2 separate regions of the Rattus norvegicus genome follow, and region 2 is linked to region 1. The links are chromatin contacts, called in public Hi-C maps. All regions are on one chromosome and are shown on one strand. The core of a region is the stretch at or near the end of the contact, and the rest is flanking DNA. Distances in the headings are between cores, read along the strand shown.

The links. A called contact is a pair of places that touch in the nucleus more often than the background predicts.
Region 2: a contact with region 1 is called in a Hi-C map of kidney, with 2.2 times the contacts expected there. The contact joins the promoter of Bax-ps1 here to the enhancer-like site in region 1. A contact is called at or near these places in 10 of 12 Hi-C or Micro-C datasets (the A7r5 cell line, the Rat2 cell line, Schwann cells and 6 more) and 1 of 1 datasets of contacts at active chromatin or transcription factors (oligodendrocytes).

The regions. Positions count from the first base shown.
Region 1 is chr8:106,419,649-106,424,541 of GRCr8, forward strand. All of the region lies in intron 2 of Spsb4 (splA/ryanodine receptor domain and SOCS box containing 4), which reads right to left. Among named protein-coding and RNA genes, the nearest start is that of Pxylp1, 57 kb to the left of the region's middle. Within about 2 kb of position 2,568, at least 19 of the 93 cell types and tissues checked have an H3K27ac peak or open chromatin away from gene starts, as enhancers often do. A contact at or near this core is called in the A7r5 cell line, hepatocytes and kidney, where this site is marked.
Region 2 is chr8:106,523,821-106,528,713 of GRCr8, forward strand. It overlaps Bax-ps1 (BCL2 associated X, apoptosis regulator, pseudogene 1), which reads left to right and starts at 2,166. Exons shown (of 2, transcript XM_063266263.1): 1 at 2,166-2,294; 2 at 2,390-2,761. The coding sequence starts at 2,203. The coding sequence ends at 2,714.

The DNA of each region.
Region 1 (4,893 bases), core at 1,318-3,817:
AAAACGTGTCATGGATATCTGGGAAGAGACAGAAAACCAGTTTTTGAAATGAAAGAAATTCTAAACATGTGCATGTTTCCTTCTACTCTCCTAAATTCTGATCAGAACGATCAGTGGCGGTGTTTCTGCTGCTTTTGTGATGTTTCTGTCCTGGGAGGGAGGGATGACATGAGGACTGTGAAGGTTGTCAGAATCTAAGTGAAGTCCCTTTGCCGAGTCCTAACAAAACGAAATAAATAAAGCGGGAGGCTGCCTTGTGCATGTGGCTGCTAACAAGAGCTGTGCACAAAAGGACTCGCCAGAAGTGTCACCTCATACAAAGGCCACCACAACTTCACCCAGCCTCAAATTCTGCAGAGACATCATAGGCAAGGATGATTGTCTGAAATTAGCCATATCACCCATACGTTATACAGCTTTAGCCTTCCCGCGGAATGCCCTGCTATTCTTAATTCAACATCATCATTCTTTGGTGAATCTCTCCAACTGCTGTTCATGTTGACATTCCTCAACTCAGTATTTGCTTTGCTCCTACTCTGATAACATTAGGGCCATTGTGACCTGGGACCTCTACCCTGGCTCTAGGCTGGGACCCTCATTAGCTTTGCCAAGTCATCTGTATGGGCTTCACATGGGGCCTTAAGATGCAGGATCCGGGGGTTCACACAGACATGTTGCATCCAGACAGCCCTTAAACATTGCTCTGCAGGCCAGTGTGCCCTGCAGAGATCACCACATTCTTTGAAAGAGTCAAATGCTTGTACCCAGTCCCTTCCTTAGAACTGGGTGGATCCCTATACTTTAAGCCCAAATACCAGGGCCTTCAGAGAAACCCTGTGGGTTGTCACCCCTGAGCCCCTTGTCATCCTCTTTCTATGAGCCTGTGTTCTCAGTTTCTGTGTTTACTCTGAGCCCTTTGGTCTCTTCCTGATTCCACCATGAAGCAAGCAGTCTCAGGTGTCCATGATGCCCTCTCAAACAGCTCCAACTTGCTTCTGTCCTCCCCATGTCGCCCCCAGCAAGCCCAGCATCATCATAATGACCAAGTCCAAGAATTCTGAGACAAACCTCATGAAGTACTCTGCCTTACTTGCAGACCTTGTCCTAAGTAGGAGTTTGAGGGAATCTGTTGTCCCCATCCCGGGCTCCCATCCAACCCTCAGCTCTTGAGTCCATACCGAATCGCTTTTTGTTATCTCCTCCTTGATGAACTGTGGCTCCTACAGGCAGGAACCCTGCTGCCTAGTCTTATTGGAAACTACAAGGTCAGTAAGATGGAGAAGCCTAGGTTCTGGGAGGCAGAAGCAGCTTAAGTGAGCCTTCCTATCTATAAAAGGCACTGAAGCACTTCAGGGCAGGCAATGAATACTAACGACGACAGGACGACAGGACTTTGTCCTTTGTTGATGCTCGGTGATCACTGCACAAGCGTTAGGGCCAGATGCTTAGAGCCTGTGTACGCTGGTTGTGGTAGCTTTCATCTATAATCCCAACACACCTAGTGGGAAGGGGAGACGAAGACGGCTGGGAACTCACAGGCCAGTCAGATCTGTTGCAAACAAGGTGGAAGAGGAACACACACACACACACACACACACACACACACACACACACACACGGGGAGGGGGGGTGTCTGGCAGAACCTTCCTACCTTCCTTCTGGCAAACAGCTGTACTGTACTGTGCCAATTTTACAAACCCATACAGGGGTGATTTTTGACTCAGATGAAATAGTTACGCTTGGGTCCTGTTGCAGGGAGCTGCTGGGTAGCTGGATGTGCTGGCCTTGGGCAAGGACATCCCTAATCACACGGGGAGAGGGAAACTGCCCTCCAGGTTTCTTCTTCTGATACATCCTGGGGGCTATTTGCTACCCAGCAGATACTAAGATAAATATGCCCACCCTGGGAAAGGGGCAGGGGCTGTGCTCTCAGAGACAGCTGGTGCTACGGGTGGGGGTGGGGCTCAGGAATGGGGTTCCCATTCCCAGGGTGCATCTGTTTTCGTACTAGAAGGATGAGGCATGTTGGGGCAGCCAGACCGGTCTACTAAATGGGAGGTTAGTCAATGCTGTAGCCATGAATCCAGAGTGGTCCTGATGCAGGAAGAGACAAACAGACAAACTAAACAGAGAATCTTGTAGCTGTACACAGGGATGCTGAAAATCAGTAAGGAAAGGGCCAAAGAAAGAGTAAACAGAAAAGGCAGCCACCACCATGCAGCAGGGGAGTGTGGGAAGGAAGGAACAGAAATAGATACAGAGGCACTTGGTTGTCAGAGTTCTGAGTATGGGTGGTGAATTCGGGCATGCACATTAAATCTCAAACGAGTTGATAAGCAAATAAATAAGGAAGTTAGGACAAAAGAGAGCAGGGCAGGGGACTGGCAGTGACAGTGGTTATGAGTAAGGTCACGGCTGAGTGAGGGAAACGACCCGGGGGACTCGGCACGTATGAGATGTGCTCTGTCGCTATCAGAAGTTCAGTTAAAAATAGCAATGAGGAGAGAGCAAAACCGTACAAGAGAATTAGAGTCCTGCTCTAACTCAAACAAGAGCTTGGCCAGAAGATGAATTGCAGCTAATTCTAGCTAATGAGTAATAATGAAGTCACTCCTGCCAGAACAGAGCTCGGCACTGCCTGGGAGAGGCATTACTACAATGGAGGAACGGCTCTGACCCGGAGTTCAAACCTAAGTTGAGTTCAGGCCTGAAACAACTGGCCGCCTTTTTTTTTTTTTTTTTTTTTTTTGGTAAAACAGTGTAATTCCCTGCTTCACGGGGAGCGGTGGAAGGACCAGGTAAGGGGCAGAGAGTCCAGGTACTTACTGAAGGTCCTGGACTTTGTGGCACTCGATCAATGACAGCTATTAATATTTCAGGGCAGCCAGTGTCCTTGGGACCAAAGCAGAAAATGAGGCAGCTGGTGTAGAAGGTAGGGAATGTCTGGTAGCGTAATGCCTGTGCTGAAAACCACAGATTGTTTATCTAAACCAGCGGTTCTCATCCTTCCAAATGCTGCATGTGACCCTCCGATACAGTTGTGAGGGCCCCAACCATAAAATCATTTTCGTTGCTTCTTCCTAACAGTAACTTGGCTACTGTTATGAATTGTACTGTAGACATCTACTAGGCCACCCCTGTGGAAAAGACGGTCCATCCACAAAGGGGGTGGGAGCCCCGGGTTGAGAAACACTGATCTAAACACGTCCGAGCAGGCTAGAACGGACAATGTGTGGGAGAACCAGAACTCAGCAGCTCTGTGACTGGAGTCACCAACCCTATCTACCAGCCTGCTGTGGTTTTAGGAGCCAGATGACGCCTGGAGAAGCCCACGACTGTTGACATCCTCAAGTCCGTTGGCTGGGCTCTTGAACTCAATTTCTGGCAACAGTTATAATACAAAGAGCTATAGTGAGGCTCGCACAGCACCTCCCAGGTCACCTCCCAGGTCACGGGACGTCTTTGTGCTTTATATCCCTCATTGTATTTAATTCTCACAACAACCCAATGAGGCCGTGCTTTCTGTGGGCCCAGTTACAGATGAAGAAACTGAGGCCGAGAGGGGTCATGCAGCTAGCTCAAGGCCACAGTTGAGTAGTGCTCAGTATCTGACTTGAGATTCTGTGTGTGTGTGTAAAAGCAATCTGCCTTCCAGCCCTGAAGAGTGGCTAGCTAGTCTCAAGAGGCCCCCTTGCCTTGTCTATTCAACACTGCTTCATGTGGTGATGTCATCTAGTGGGTTGTGCATTAGAGACCCTTGAAAGCACGGAAGGTGGACCTAACCCAGGCAAGCCTAGCCTCAGGCTGGCAAGAGAGCAACTGACTCAGAGTAAAGGATTTTGCCCACTGTCAGATAGTTAGCAAATGGGTCCAATTTGCTAGGTTCCAAGTGGGATCTAGACCCCACCGGAGGCATTTTCCCCTGAAGGCCCAGCGACAAGGGTCTTTCGTCCTTCTTGAAGCAGCCTGGGGTGTGCTGCTCACAACTGCTAGCTTTCTGTGTTCAAACAGCCAAGGTCAGACACACTTCCTTCCATTTAGCAAATGTTACCATGTTAGCCTCTTGCTAATGAACATAAGCCCCAGGGCCTTAATATGAAGGCTTTCTAATGGATTTACTGTGTTTACTTGACCTTTCCGAGTGTGAACTCAGAAACGGGCCCAGAGGAAACGGGGAAGCTTGCTTTTCTTAAGTTCTGCAAAAGTGATGAGTAAATTGGATTCTTCAATATGGTCTGCTGGTTCTCCTGCCCCTCCCCGCCTTCAGCCAAAAGATTCAATTAGGCTGAGGAAGAACCAGTCTTTTGGGGAGGGATAGCTCCAGAAGAGGAAAATGGCGTGTGTCTGTTCAGGACCAAACAAGGAGCTCTGTTCATTAGGATGTGCAGTGCGCCAGGACCACGATGCAGAATAAGGATCAGCAGCTTCAGAGGCGCTGACTGTTTCTACTTCTGACAACATCCAGTTCGTGATGCCTTGTGTTAGCTAAGTTTCAAAAATGTTAATGCCCGATGCATGAATGAAAATAAGCCCGAGTGGCACATCCATTACAGGCCAGAAGCTGCAAATCTCAACCCAACAGGACCGGGAATCTCCTACGTATATCCTGAAAAGCAGCTGTGGAGAATGGCAGCAAGGCCCGGCCAACCAAAGAGCACATTCTAGGGCACCAGCGTTTGGTTCCAAGCAGGACTGTGAGCCCCCGTTACCAGGTCCCTGAGGAAATGCCAGCAGAGAGACTGTGCGACCTCCTGGCTTACCTAGACTTAGTAAGTGCTGACAGGACTTTTAGGGCTCCAGGACCTGAACTCTACAAGACACCACTCAATGACGAGAAAACTAATATATTAGCTATAAAATGCCTGCAACATCTGTTTTCCCACGGACCAAGAC
Region 2 (4,893 bases), core at 916-3,415, 100 kb after region 1:
AGCATGTGGTGTGGACGAGAAGGGAATGAAAAGCTCACAGGATCCCCACTCAGAGCTTTACTTTGTGTACGGGAGGCAGATGCTGCAAGGGACTAGACTATGTTCAAGAGTTTGGCCTCTGGCTGCCCCTGCCGGAAAGGATCGAGGAGAACAGCCCAGGAAAACCAAACCCAGCTGTCTCCGCATCCTTCCCTCAGAGCTGGGGGCCAAGAACCGACAGGTGTGAGGCGGGTGTTTTCCTTGAGACTCGCTTCCTCTTCTCACTGAACTGTGTGTGGAACCGTGCACCCGGCTTCCTCCTTACCGAGGGCCCGGCGCCGCTTATTGTTAAGTGTGGAACGGGGCAGGAGGAGGTGAATCTACTCAGGGCTTTGGCAGGGCTCATCTTTAAAGTTCATGGTGACTCCAGAGGGTCGGTTCTATTTCTGTCTTTCGTGTACAGATAAGGAAAGGATAGCACAGAGGCTGTCATTTGGCTCGGGTCAGCACACAGTGGGTGGAGGGGCCGCAATTAGACTGGGTGTCTCTTGAATGACATAGGTTTTGTTCTTTGAAAGGTCATCAGCTCTCTGAGTCTGGGGAGGAAGGTATTTCTCCATTATCAACACTCTGAGCAGGTCACTGAGATCACTAAATGCCACGCCAATGTCCCTTTTCCCTTTCTTAATCGCTCCTGATTTCATCCCATAGAACAAAAGCACTTCAGCTGAGAGATGGCTTCTCCCAGCCTCCCTTAACAGTAGGTGCGGCAAAGGGATGAACAGCAGCTGTTGGATGGGGCTTCTGGGTAAGGTCCTTAGCAAGGGACAGACAGCTGCAAGCTACCCTATTGCCCCCCTGCCTTTCCGAGCTTCCTGCCTAGTCTGTGATTGTGACGACCTGAGGCCCAGTGTCATCATGAACTCAGTTTTGAAAATGAAAGCTTGACATTAAAGATAAGGGAACAGAGGCATAGAAGGAGCCTGGGTCTCTGGTGACTGCCGGGACTGCCATGCCAGCTGCAATCACTTTTCCTTAGATTTCATTTATGAGAAAGAGAAACAGACCTCTGTCTTGTTTAAACTACTTATTGGGGTACTTGGTTGCAGGGAGGTAAGCAGCAGGAGCAGGAGGGCTGGGGACACTCTCAGCAGACAGATTGCTTCCTAGCTTTGCATGAAGCTCTCTGGTTTGATCCCCAGCACCACATAAAGCAGGCATGGTGATGCATGCCTGTAATCCAAGAGCTTCAGAGATGGATGGAGGAAGTTCGGAAGTTCAAGATCATCCTGGGCTACATAGAGTTTCAGGCCAACCTGGGAAGTCTGTCTGGGGTAGAGATGGGGGGAGAAAGGAAAAGCAGGAGCAGTAGAGAATCTAGAACTTCCGAGGTCTTAAGTCTTCCTGATATAAAACCTCCCCTTTCACGAAAAATATTTTGTAGGGTTCTCAAAATCGCACACTGTATACCCAAATCTACATGCGGATGCCCCTCAACTTAAAATGGGGTTATATCCTAAAAAGCCCACCATACATAGACAATTCCATAAGCAGAAAATACATTAACACACCCATTGTTTCAGTCATCAACGCCCCCCAGCACACTCCAGAGAAGTTTACTCTCATGATGGGAGGCTGGCTGTGGGCTCAGCTCCCTGATGGTTCCAGCACTGCCATACCACACCTTCACACCACTTACTGCCTAGCCGTGGAGAGAACCCAAAAGGCAAAATCTGCAGGGCTGTTTCTATTGAAAAGGTGTGGCTTGTACACCATTGTCAAAAATCTCAAGTCTCATCAGGAGTCCTAGCACCTAGGAGACTGAACCAAGAGGACCACAGTTTGAAGATGTCATGGGCTACATAGTGACTTGAGGTCAACTAAACCACATACTAAGTTCTAGACCAAATGTGTTACCCAGCAGACCTTGTCTCAAAACTAACAACAAGGAAATCTTAGGTCATGATATATATATATATATATATATATATATATATATATATATATATATATATATATATATATATATTTTTTTTTTTTTTTGGTTCTTTTTTTCGGAGCTGGGGACCGAACCCAGGGCCTTGCGCTTCCTAGGTAAGCGCTCTACCACTGAGCTAAATCCCCAGCCCCAGGTCATGATATTTTTTAAGTCAAGGTACATCTGTAATACTATAATTGTAGCCGCAGCCGCCGGGACGCACCGGGCGATAGGCAGCGGCAGTGATGGACGGGTCCCGGGAGCAGCTCGGAGGCGGCGGGCCCACCAGCTCTGAACAGATCATGAAGACAGGGGCCTTTTTGCTTCAGGGGATCCAGCAGGGAGGATGGCTGGGGAGACACCTGAGCTGACCTTGGAGTAGCCGCCCCAGGATGCATCCACCAAGAAACTGAACGAATGTCGTGGAAACAGACTTCCGGAAACCTCCCCCTCCCCCCGTGTGGCAGCTGACATGTTTGCAGATGGCAGCTTCAACTGGGGCCGGGTGGTCGTCTTTTTCTACTTCGCTAGCAAACAGGTGCTCACCGCCCTGTGCACTAAAGTGCCCGAACTGGTCAGAACCATCACGGGCTGGACACCGGACTTCCTCCAGGAGCAGCTGCTTGTCTGGACCCAAGACCAGGGTGGCTGGAATGGCCTCCTCTCCTACTTCGGGACCCCCACATGGCAGACAGTGACCATCTTTGTGGCTGGAGTCCTCACCGTCTCACTCACCATCTGGAAGAAGATGGGCTGAGGCCTCCTGCTGCCTTGGACTGTGTCTTTTCTTCATAAATTATGACATTTTCCTGGGATGAAGGGGGGGAAGGGGAAAGGCATTTTTCTTACTTTTGTAATTATTGGGAGGGGTGGGAATGGTGGCCTGGGGGAGGCGCCAATAAACCTCAGGTTTTGAAAAACACAAAACAAAACTATAATTGTACCATATGGGAGAAATAGAAAAGAGCCATTTGTAGTAATGTAACGCCCAAATTTAACCTGTAAACTCCATCTGCCCAAGGACCAGGTAACTCCTGGAATGCTGGAAGTTGTAGTTATTGGAAAATAGCAAAGCCTCATGGGAAAGTAGGGTGCCTTAAGGCTTGCTTCAAATTTGGCCCAAAATGGTGGAGTCTTTTTTTCCCCGGAGAGTATCAGAATTCACAGTAATATGTACTTCAGTATATGAATGTTTGGGGACAACTGGACCAGCTGCCAGAGTACAGCAGTCAGATGCCAAGACTCAGGCAAACTCAGCCCGTGGAGGAGTGAGTTCTTTTCCACTCAGGTACAGAACTCGTATCGACACAAATGCACCTCAGTAAACTTTCAGTCTAAAAGACCAACTGCAGTGATTTATGCTACGGATACATCTTTAGAAAACACGTCACGGAAACAAAACAGAGTTTATTTATATAGAGAACAGAGAGTTGCCCGCTGAGGTGGGTTCTGGTGGGATACTGAGAACTCGCGCCGGGTAAGAGGCAGGTGAGCACTGACATGGCCTTGATGGACCGCAGCTCTCGGAAGTCACACATCTCCGAAGCCTGTAGAGCAAGCTCACAACAAGAGGTGTGCCTTCTCCTTCCAGATGCCTTGCCACGTGGATCCCAGCCGTGGCTCTAGGGTCTGTCATCCTTGCATCTCCATTTGTCAGATGAGGAAGGGGACGCCGGGAACTTGCTGGTGCTTGAACAGTTGTGTTTTGAGCTGCTTAACAAGTTAAACCCCAGATCTCTAAAAGATCTAGCACAGAATGAAGACCATAATTACTAACTCCATGTCGGTTTTATCCCGAGACACACAGCCAATGCTAGAGTGCTGGAGAATTCAAGGTGTGCCCCACCTTCCCAGGTCATCCTTATCTTTCAACAGGGCCTTGGCCATGCAGAACTTTTGACAGGTGAACTTACTATACATTGTGGTTTTGCTCCCCTTGTCCATAGATGCCAAATGAATATGCAATTAACTGACTTAAATAGTTTCTCATTGTTTTCATATTTAATTTTCATTTTCTAATCAAGAAAAATGCTGTCCCCCCCCCCCATTATTCCCTTTCCAAAGCTGGTTGTATTTTGTTTCTCAAAACAAGAACGGCTGAGGTCAGAAGTTTCTCTGAGCACAGATCGTTTGGGTTTGAAGGGAGCTGTTATCAAGTGCTCTCCTCCACTTGGGACCATGAAGGATGCTGTACTCTGGTTTTCCCTTTGTGCATCAAGCCTTTGCATAGTGTTATCAAGCTTTATGCTCTGAGCAGTCCTGTGGTTCTCATCATCTAGTTTTATAGTTGGGAAAACAGAAAATAACCTCAAGTTTGAAGCAGAGCTGTTGGAACTGGAAAATCATATGATCTAAGATATCAATTGGTTGATGGTTGTTTGAATGTCTTGATCCCCTTCTACATTTTACATGGGGGCACAGAGTTCACTGCCTTGTTGAGTATATGGTGCTGGGCACCATGGGCCAGACTTCCTGTCCTTGGCATCTGTCTCATTTCCTAAGTACAGAACTCCAGGAGCACAAAATGGTGTGCTGGCTCTCCTGGGTATAGTATGAACACAGTTCAGTGGCCTTTCACCATATGCACCTCAGAGTTCTGGAACGGAAGTTCCAAATGCCGGCGGCCAGCCCTTCATGGACAGCTCTAATTAGCAGATACTTGCTGATCATAAAAAGGGGATAAACAAGAAAATGATGACTGTGTTCTATGCTTCCCCAGGCTGTGACCACAGTCTCAGGGAGTGATGGGGAAGGGAAGGGCTGGGATGGCTACCGAAGGCCTGGCCTCTTCTCGTCTGTCTCACCTGCTTGCAACTGAAACCTCCAGGGAACAAAGAGGAAATTGCACCAATAAACATGATATTACTTGAAATCCTTGGCTTCCTGAGTGACATGGCACCGTATTCGGCTAATGCTGCTCAAGCCGGTGTGAAATC